3 separate regions of the Mus musculus genome follow, and regions 1 and 2 are each linked to region 3. A link is a contact called in public HiChIP or PLAC-seq data. All regions are on one chromosome and are shown on one strand. Each heading gives the region's core, a stretch centred on a gene start, on an enhancer-like site or on the middle of the called end of the contact. The rest is flanking DNA. Distances are from core to core; before and after follow the strand shown. Region 1 overlaps Fryl (FRY like transcription coactivator). Region 2 holds the start of Fryl (FRY like transcription coactivator). Region 3 overlaps Fryl (FRY like transcription coactivator).

Evidence for each region. HiChIP or PLAC-seq counts read pairs in DNA pulled down with a chosen protein or histone mark.
Region 1: an H3K27ac HiChIP or PLAC-seq map of embryonic stem cells shows a contact between it and region 3, with 6 read pairs. The contact joins two enhancer-like sites. A contact is called at or near these places in 3 of 115 datasets of contacts at active chromatin or transcription factors (all in embryonic stem cells) and 4 of 9 other capture datasets (adipose tissue, embryonic stem cells, liver and 1 more).
Region 2: a contact with region 3 is called in an H3K4me3 HiChIP or PLAC-seq map of embryonic stem cells, with 3 times the contacts expected there. The contact joins the promoter of Fryl here to the enhancer-like site in region 3. A contact is called at or near these places in 8 of 115 datasets of contacts at active chromatin or transcription factors (the SCID.adh cell line, embryonic stem cells, forebrain and 2 more) and 4 of 9 other capture datasets (adipose tissue, embryonic stem cells, liver and 1 more).

What each region holds. Positions count from the first base shown.
Region 1 is chr5:73,208,906-73,212,307 of GRCm38.p6, forward strand. All of the region lies in intron 2 of Fryl (FRY like transcription coactivator), which reads right to left. Among named protein-coding and RNA genes, the nearest start is that of Fryl, 46 kb to the right of the region's middle. Within about 2 kb of position 1,961, at least 72 of the 459 cell types and tissues checked have an H3K27ac peak or open chromatin away from gene starts, as enhancers often do. A contact at or near this core is called in embryonic stem cells, where this site is marked.
Region 2 is chr5:73,255,046-73,258,330 of GRCm38.p6, forward strand. Fryl (FRY like transcription coactivator) reads right to left here and starts at 1,573. Exons shown (of 63, transcript NM_028194.2): 1 at 1,355-1,573.
Region 3 is chr5:73,079,719-73,083,252 of GRCm38.p6, forward strand. It overlaps Fryl (FRY like transcription coactivator), which reads right to left. Exons shown (of 63, transcript NM_028194.2): 34 at 3,410-3,534; 35 at 3,079-3,219; 36 at 1,246-1,414. Among named protein-coding and RNA genes, the nearest start is that of Slc10a4, 75 kb to the left of the region's middle. Within about 2 kb of position 1,558, at least 9 of the 459 cell types and tissues checked have an H3K27ac peak or open chromatin away from gene starts, as enhancers often do. A contact at or near this core is called in embryonic stem cells, where this site is marked.

The DNA.
Region 1 (3,402 bases), core at 711-3,210, 130 kb after region 3:
CTGCTGTGGCCTTCCCACCAGCCAGGAGCAGTGTGTCTCTCCAACAGAGCTCCCAGAATCTATACAATGAGTGCCAGTTAGCGGCAGGAGCCACCTTCAAGGGGTCTACGGACAAAAGATCGATAGGCATGTGTTTTAGGCGCTCTGGCAGAAGTCTTTGAGAGGAGACAGCCTTCTCCACACAGAGACTAACTTCGGAAACAACTTAGAGCTCCAAATGCTTCTTGCTTCTGTGTGCAGAGCTGAGGATGAGACTAATTCTTCAAGTCCTTGAAGAGTTCACAGATGCATACAATTAATTTTGACCGTATTCGCTTCCCAGTCCTTCCCTTAACTCCTCCCACATTCATCTCCCACTCCAAGAGGCTGATTCTTTAAAGGCCTTTTAAGTTACATAGTCAAGCTCAATAAACAGTACCACCTCACTGTAAGTCTCCCCAGCACAGCCCCCCAGGGTGCCTGGACCTAGAGCCAGAGGCTATCATGTACCCAGGTTACATAACGACTGTTGGCTCTGCCCTCTGAAGTGGCTGTGTGCTGCTGCCTCCTCCCCACGTTTATGAAAGAAAGGATTGTGCTGAGTACAGATTAGCGGTTCCTCCCTAGAAATTTGTAAAAGATAATCAGTAATTTATTCAGATCAACATCCCCTACACAGAAAATAACGAATTTCAAAGTTAGTAACAAAACATTCCGAGTTGATTTGGTCACTACATTTGACCATATAGAGAAAAAAAAAAAAAAAAAAAAAAAACATGCCACAAAACTGAATTCTCCTCTTACAGAGCACAACCCGTAACTGGGAGAACCCCCACCCCACCCCTGAATGGAAGTCAGCAACACCCCTCCGACTCCGCCCTTCACGGTGGCTAACTTTGGTCTAAGAAAGCTACAAATACAGGAGTGGAGAATTCAGAGTTGGTTCACTGCACCCTAAGAAATGACACCCTAGAAATTCAAGCTAATTAAGAGCACAACAAGAAAACCAGCACCTGTCACCGACAGCCCACTAGGCGGGACGAGCTGCGGCTGGCGCTCCACACGCACGCCTTCATTTTAATCCAGCTAACCACAACCTTTGCACATGTTCAACTTTACAGACAGGGGAACTGAGAGAAAGAACACTGGTGAATGACCCTGAAATACTGAACGTCTGGCTCTCTTAACAGAATACGCTGCTGGGTGGATTTACATCACATTCTGTGACCCCAATACGTTCTCGTGTGATCAGAACTCTCAAAACCAAAGAAACTAAAAGAACCCATGCTGTGACCGGCGAGTCAGAGATGACTTTATATTTCACAGACTAAATCCAATCCTTGTTGTTGAGATCTAATTATTCAAGTCTGGTGGACCAACGTTGTCATGAAGGGAAGCGGCCGTGGCATTTCAGCCATGATTCTTAAATGTGAGCTCCAGTCTACAGCACATGCTTTCTGAAGAAGGCCACTAACAGCCTCAACACCGTGACTGTCCACACGTCGGCTGCGTCCACCTTGGAGGGTGGGCCTGGCTAGCCCTGGAGGGATCAGCTGTCGTCGCTGTGGCTTATATGAAAACCTGTCCACTCGAGTCATCTTCTGTGGACCCCTCTGCCTTACTCCACGCTCAGTGTTGAGACACTATTTGGTCCTTGGCTCAGTGTCCTAAAATTCAGTCATCTGAATAAACGCCTCGAGTGTGGTCTCTGGACCAGCTTCACTTCTGGGCTTACGTTGCTCTTCTCACTGAGGATTTTGACATACCCTGGAATCAGTAGGCAAAATTAAATATTAACTGGAAGATGTATTGGAGAAATGTGAGCCGTAAAGCAATGCTGTTGAGGCCTTCTGGAAACTGGGCGCCAGGAGCAGAGGAGAGCATGGGAGCAGCCCATCCGACCATCAAGCCACACCCTACACGGAGGGCAGGCAAATGTGAAACTAGAACTGGGGTCTCCCTGCAGAGTGTGCCCTGGAGTGTATGACTCACCCGGTTCTCAGACCATCCTTCTAGACCTCGCTGTGGGAGAACATTCTACAATGTGTAAATGAGGTTGTTGGGAAAACAAGAAACAAAAGCCATCTTTTTAATAGGCCGTGCTTCTGAAGTCACACTGTGATTGTACTAAAAACTAATTCGGGTGTGGCTCTATAAATGGGGGGCAGAGAGGAGACTTGGAGAGGGCCAAGGGAGGACCTGACTCATGTCTCCCACCTTGGCAGGTTTCTTCGGCATGGCTGCCAGTTACACAAGCCCTACCTGGAGTGCAATCTCGTTGATCTTACTCGTGAAGCCTTTACAAACCCATCGAACCAGGAGCTACACAGCATTTGTCAGCTTTGTAGACTTGCCATTTTCTAAAGAAAAACTTCCTTTATCACTCTAAACCATAAGCAATATTAGTGGGGATCAGCAGCACATGGGAATTTGTTTCTTACCTATGGACACCTAATGTTTCAAAATCATTTTTGAAAACTCTAAAATCCTATTCCCAGAAGCTAAGTCTCAAAAATCCTAATTTCATCTTAAGCAAAGTTCATTATAAAACTTCCATTATAATGTTTGACCTTAATATAAGCAAGATACTACTGCTAACGTCAGAATGTTTAAAACACTGTAATATGTCCTTTTGCTTTTTTAAAGGGTTTAAAAGGTTTCTGCTTTCCTACATCTCAGATCCCAAAAATAAACCCATCTGGTAAGGAACCAAAATTTTCATAACCACACATCCCCTTCATTACATCCAGAAAGACTAACAGACAAAAAGCAGTTCTTTAATTCAATAGGTAGGCCAAAGCAACGAAAAGGTTAATATCTGAAAACTCTTACGTAAAAGAAAATCAGCAAACGTCACCCCTCAACAAAAAAAATTTCCATTATGAGTCCAGAAAAATGGCCTCATCAGACACAGCTGTCATCAGTGGCCCGGTTAGGGAATACTAAGACACGACAATGCAGTCAAAGCAGCAGACTCATTCAGAAGAAGAAAGAGGGGGAAAGGAGACAAGGAGAGGACTAAGGTGTGAATGAGCAGAAACCGAGAAGGGTTTTTTCTTTTTAAACAAAAAATAAAGTCATTTTGCAGGCTATCACTAACGAGCAACCGTCCCATCTTGTCACAGAAGAAACATTGCTGACTGGCCCTGATATACAAACAAAATCCCGCTTGAGGGCCGAGTAAACCTGCCTTACTAATACGCAAAGGATCACTGTTAATCTAGAAATCAGTCGGGAGGGTGATCCTTCCGATGCCGTCCTAGGGCCGGGAAAAGCACAGGTTCATGCCAATACGCTCCGTCCTTATGGCTTTATTGGTCACTCTCTGCCACGTGAAAACTGAACACCTAGTGTTCTGGCTTCCCCAGAACGCGGATACTGCCTGCCATACACACACACTTTTGTCAAAGCTGTGTGGAGAGA
Region 2 (3,285 bases), core at 323-2,822, 180 kb after region 3:
GTAGGGGAGATCAACTTTATGGAAGGCACCTGCTAGGCGGAACAGCAGTTTATAAAACCAACTTTTATTTCCATCAAAAGTTGTTCATTGTTCCCCCCCCCCCCCAATCCTACAGACCCTTCTACCCTCCTCGAAGAGCTTCTGTCGTGGAGTCCCGGTAATACTTTCCCTAGTTCAAAGGTTAAAGCACATTTAGTTCTGTCTGAAGCTCTAGCCCCTCAGCCATTCCCCCACCCGTTTATTTATTCTTTTATTAACACAGCAACCTGGGACTTATATCCTCGAAAGTCTACAAGCAAAGCGATTGTAGGTAATGAGGAACAAAGCTGGACTAGTAGTAAAGCATTCAGGCCCCAGATCGCCTTAGATATCGGCCTCTGCAGACGCAAGAAACGAGGCTCGGCCGGGCCGGGAGAACCTGCCGCCCGGAAGCAACAACTCCCATTAGAAGGCAAAGAAAAGTTGCACGGCTGAGCTCCGGACCGCGAGGAGCCAGCGCCGGTGTCTGCGAAGCCGGTGGCCCGGGCTGCACAGGCCCGGCGGCGGGCGGTGACTTTGGCGTCCGCCGGGCCGACCCCGGCTCCGGAAAGGCGCGGGTCCGGGGGTGCGCCGTCGCTTCAGGCGGAGTGGGCTCTGCGCCCAGGTCCGCACCCCTCCCAGCACCGCAAGCAGTGGGCGGAGAGACGCGGCGGAGGATCGCGGACAATGCCCGGCCGGGCCGGCAACCTCGGCGCGCAGCGCGAGCCCGCCGCCTCTCCTCCCGAGGCCGCCTGCCGGCACCTTCAGCCGGGTCGGATGATCAACCCAGCAGTAGCGCCTGCCGCCACCGCCCCGCCGCCCGCTTCCTCGCCGGGCGGTTCCCGGGTCGCGGTGAACCCGCGGCGTGCGAACCAAGCCGGCGCGCCGAGCGGCGCAGGGAGCGCGCTCAGGGCAGCCGGGCGCGCGGGAAGAGCGGAGCGAGCGTGGAGACGACGGCGCGCGACCAGGGCAGCCGGGAGCGCGGGGAGAGCCGGGCACGGGCCGGGAAGGAGGCGCGCAGCAGAGCGGGGCGCGCGGTGCTCCCCCACGGGTCTGCCGCAGCTCCGACGGGCTTTCGGTTGACCCCGGCTCAGTACCGCGCCCGCGTCCGTTAGGAGCCTCCCCAGTCGGCGCCGCAGCCGCCCATCCCGGTCCGCCTCCCTCGCGGCTCGCAGCAAGAAGGGCAGCCGGGCCAGGGCCGGGGACCCGGGATCCCACGGCCGACGGTCGGCGGGCATCCCGGATCCTACGGCCGACGGTCGGCGGGCATCCCGGATCCTGCCCCCGCGCTGGAAGAGAAAGTGAAATGAAGCGCCTTTCCCCAAACAGCACCTACCAGGTCCCCAGTCCCGTGCAGCTGCCTCGTTCCTCCAGCGCCGCCGGTCCCCGCCCTCGGGCCCCAGGCTCCGTTCTCTTTGACAATGGCGCGTCCCCTTTAAGGAATAATCCGATCGGGACCGATTCGTGGTTAAACCTCCCTCCGACTCTGATTTTAACCGGATTTCTGTCTCTCCCAGAGCCCGACGGGCGCCCGGCAGTGCTGCGAGCTCTGCCCACCCCTTCTCTGCCCCGCCCACCCACTCGCCTTCCTGATTGGCGAAGGATACTACACCAGGAACAGCGGTCCTCGCCCTCCACTGGCCGGCCTCCCCGCCGCTCAGAGTTTCCCCACCTTCGCCCCGCCCCCTCCCCCGGGTTGGACCTACCTCTAATCACTCTCGGTCCTCGCCTCCAACGTTGCTTTGGAGAACTGGCAGTCACGGCTCACCCTCCCGCCTCCGGAAAGCTAACTTTATTTTTATTGGTAGAAAGACATCTTCCTGTGCACCTGATTGGGTAAGAAAAGGCAAGTCTGCACGCCCCTTACCTTTTATCACTCTCCCTGGACGGCTGAAAGACAGTCGTAAAGTCTTCCCTATTTTGGCACCCTCAAAGCCTCTGTACCTTTAAATGTTGGTAGAGGTCGAGCACAAACAACCTATACTGAGGAAGGCGGGAAAGAGAGGTGGAAAGGATGCAAAAATCTTCAGATAAAAAGCACACCACAGCAGCTGCGGGATCCTGAGAGCCCAATCCTATTTCGTGAATGGAGTGAGAACACCTGAAATCCTAATACTGGCTCCTGAGAATTAATCAAGTTCACACTCCCTGTCTACTCTGCTCACATCCTTGACTTCCTGGCTTTACGCACCCGGAAGAATTAACGAAGGTGTCTTCAAACCCAGGGGTTTCCTTGTTTATCTTGCAATAGGACGTTCAGAAAAGCGTTAAGTTCTTCCCATTAGAAGTTCCGTTTAGGTCACGTCCTGTGTGTCATACTGGCATTTGCGCGGGACTATGCTATTTTTTATTATTTTTAAAAATTGTTTGGAAAGATTAAACATATATTCCTCTTTGCTGATATTCTCAAAGTTCCTCTTGTTACAAATGTGGACACCAGAGGGCTAGTCTTTGAAGGACAGTGGCACCTTTCCGGGGAAAGCACATCTACCCAAAGGAAGAGGGAGAAGTCTCGCCAGGAGAAACCTGAGTGGCAGAACCCTGCTCATTAAAGGAGAGGAATCCTGCGACAACCTCGGGATCTGCATTAACTTAGCACCAGGTTCCTACCCCAGATATAGGAAACGAAGGTTATTTCCAAAAAACCTGAGTGTGGTTATGGCTTTCGGACCCGCCAAGAAATAGTAAGGAACAGGTTAAGTGTTCTCTCTATTTTCTATGGTCTTTGATACTTTTGACGATCCTTTGACGACGTCAGAGGATCCCTACAGGTGCAGCAGTCACCTCCAGTAGTGCCAAGAAAGTGGCTGTGCCCAATGCCGCCCTAGACCAGACCAGCTTAGAGAGAGGGAAATAAGCATAGACAGTTGAGAGATAAGGCTTTTTTCCTGAACTCAGAGAGCCATTATTATCGAGGAGCAGTAAGAGAGGCGGGACTTGATTGGTGTTTGCAGGTCCTTCCTTTTAAATTGTTTGTACATTTTTGCAGCAGTGGGAATGAATTTAGGGACTCATGCATTCAAGGTAAGTCCTCTACCAGTGAGCTAAAGTCTCAGCCCCTCACGATTGTCACACGCTGAGACAAGAGATGGGAACCTAGCTGTTTTATAAGGCCTTCACAAATACAAGCACCCAATTACGGCCTTTAACTAAGCCCCCTTTCCAACCTACTCCTCCAGATACAGTCATCCCTCTTTCCCATATCTGCAAGGGAATTTCTTCAAAGACCCCCCACCCCAGGGATACCCTAATCTTCCGTTATTCAGG
Region 3 (3,534 bases), core at 308-2,807:
TATGTAATCTATGCCGGGAGACCATGGGAGACCAAATATTACAGAATCAAATCTTTACTAACAACAGTCTAGACCAGTGTTTCTCAACCTGTGGAGTGCGACCCCCCCCCCCCACACACACAGGGTTGCCTACCAGCTATTTACCACAGGATTCCTAAGAGTAGCAAAATTACAGCTATGAAGCAGCAACAAAAATAATTTGTTACCACATGGGGCACTATATTAAAGGGTAGTGACATCAGGAAGGGTGAGACGTACTGGCCTAGCTATGCTGACACATCGTTATTCATCACTGGGAGCTGTCCACACAGAGAGCAACTGCTTCAACTCAGATCACCTGAGGGCATGTTGCTAGCTTGCCTCCATGACTCCGTACTACACACTCACAAAATCATAGCATCTTCCCATACTTCATCAAAACATCAGACTGTGTCTATTCATACCCAATGGTATCTGCATTCACTTTACTGTCCACAACGCACAATACAGATCCAAATAACTACGGCATGGGGTCACACGGGTAATTCCAGCAAGTTAGCATTTTTCTAAATTAAACAAGATGACTCTATTCATTAAAAACACATCTGTACTGGCTAGTTTTGTGTCAACTTGACACAGCTGGAGTTATCACAGAGAAAGGAGCTTCAGTTGAGGAGATGCCTCCATGAGATCCAACTGTAAGGCATTTCCTCAATTAGTGATCAAGGGGGAAAGGCCCCTTGTGGGTGGGACCATCTCTGGGCTGATAGTCTTGGGTTCTATAAGAGAGCAGGCTGAGCAAGCCAGAGGAGGCAAGCCAGTAAAGAACATCCCTCCATGGCCTCTGCATCAGCTCCTGCTTCCTGACCCGCTTGAGTTCCAGTCCTGGCTTCCTTGGTGATGAACAGCAGTATGGAAGTGTAAGCCGAATAAGCCCTTTCCTCCCCAACTTGTTTCTTGGTCATGATGTTTGTGCAGGAATAGAAACCCTGACTAAGACACACATCCAACAAAACAAAGAACAGAATTAAAAAAAAAAAAATCACTCTTTAGGAAATTATACTCCATTCCTGAAAAAGTACAAAACCACCATTCTTCTCTGTAATAGTACACTCACAGAAGATTTACCAAATTTCAGATCAATCGCCACACGTGCCCACTGTTCGATTTTTCTTCATTGGTAATAGGATTTAATGACAAGAACCCCCGTGGATAAGAGCATGAGGGCAGAGCCTCGCTTTCCCCAAAGCAGTGGGCGGGGCTCACCTGAGGTGACGGAAGGGATTTTACAGCTGGAAGTGATGCGGTAGTAGGGCGGGTTATCCATGTGCGTGACGCCGGAACTGACGGGGTCCGTGAGCTGCAGCTCGCTCACCAGCTCTTCCAGCAGCTGCATGGTTTTGTCTCGACCCAGGTAGACGATGACTTTCTTCACCTGCACAGGAGAAAAGGAGGAAGCCTGTGATCTCATGGCTTCTTCTGGAGGGGCGGACGTTTTAAATGTTTGGTTGTTTTGGGTCTGTGCATGCTTCGGTTGACTTAGGTGCATCACGTTCATACACTGCACCACCGGGAGGAGGCCGGAGAGCAAGCGCATGGTGGTCCCTTGGAATTGGAGTTACAGTTGGTTGTGTACTACACGTAGGGGCTGGGAATTGAACCTGGTCCTTGGCTTAGTGAACCACTGCTCTTAGTTGCTGAACCATCTCTCCAGTTCCCATCGAGACAGATTTGTTTTTTGTTTTTGTTTTTTAAATCAAAGTTAAGGTCTTTGTAGAAGAGTAGGGCAGGGAAGGGGGAGGGGAGCTTTCCTGTTAAAATTTCTTGGTTAATGGAGAAAGCTTTGGGCTGCCATGAGGGTAGGGGTGTCCTCTGATCAATATCCTCTCTCATCTTTTGCTCTCACCCCCGCCCCCTACCACTGAGTCTAACAGTGGCTGTGCAGTAGCCAGAGTGGCTCCACCTCCTGGGCCAGAGCATGCTATCTGTCTGTCCATCCATTACTTATGTCGCCTACGCCACACCACAGTCTGTTTGTGGGAGGGTCAGTCAGAAATTCCATGACAGCCTCCTGAAGGTCTGGCTTTCTGTGGGGTATGCTTTGGGGAGCTGCACACGCTGTGTGCACATCTGGATACTCACTTCAGCCCTCATGGCTGCTACTGTTCTGTTAACGTGGATGGATAATTTTTTTTGTATCAATTTTTTTTTCTTTTGGAGACAGGGTTTCTCTGTATAGCCCTGGCTGTCCTGGAACAAACTTTGTAGACCAGGCTGGCCTTGAACTCAGAAATCCACCTGCCTCTGCCTCTCGAATGCTGGGACTAAAGGCGTGCGCCACCATGCCCGGCAATTTTATTTTTCACTTCACATGTATGGGTTATGTTGCCTGCAAGCATGCCTGTGTACTGTGTGTGTGGCTGGTGCTGAAGAGGCAAGAAGAGTACACGGCATTCCCTGGAAATGGAGTTATAGACAGTCATGAGCCACCATGTGCATGCTGGAAACTGAACCCAGGTCCTTTCGAAGAGCAAACGGTGCTCTGAACCCATGAGTCATATTCTACAGTCTTAACTGGAGTTAATGGCTTTACTTTAATTAACCAAATGGATTTAATGTCTCATCCTTTTCCATCCCCCAGACTTCCCCTCCCTTTCTGAAGACACAGGCCCTGAGCTCTTATCAAGCTGCTGGCTACAGCCTGGGCAAACCTCAGTTGGTAGATTCTACATGACCATCACTCCTCTCTCAAACCCCAGCCTTTATCTGGGGGTTTCTCAGATAATTCTTCTCAGCATAGCTTTCCTTTGCAGCCCTTATCACAGCTGCACGCATTAAGTTGCTGATCACTCTAGGTGACATTTCAGAGAATGAATCCTGTGTTATCCATGAAGTGAAATGCCCGTGTTTATAGAGTGCCTGGCTTGGGACAGCACGCAGTGGCAGTGACAGAATGGGTCAATGGCTAAGTCCACACTAAGATCCTGGCTGTCCTCCCCCCATTCTCATTTGCCTCTGTGGGGCAATCAATCCATACCCTGACAGGTAATTCAGTAAATGTGTAACTTTTAAGGGGAAAAAATGGACTTGAATACATACGTAAGGCAAGAGGCTTGGTTCGCTATTCACTCCGCAGATGCTGATCAGAAAGTGCAAAATAATTTTCAGGTTCTTTGGCCAGCCGTCTGCAAGGGTGGTCCACACATTCTCCACCTCCGACCAGGCCAGCTCATCGCCGTACTGAAAACAGCATATAAGAGAGACACTTCAGGGACGCCTGCTCTTCTCTGGCTTGAATTAATGGAAGAATGGAGTTTATACTGTAGGTTTTGTCTGTCTGTCCCAGGACAGTCTCAGCATCAGTTTCTAACCGTGGTTCCTCCTCCCAACCTCCAAACTGTGCAGTCATGATGAACACAGACCCCGTTACCTTCGCTGTCATGTACATGAGATTGTTCAACACCATGGCGGTGGCCTGTGGGGAGCCCCAGCCTTCTCCTCTCAGCCAGCGCCTGCTGGTCACCATGAGCTCTCGGTCTTTCAAGGAGTCATCTT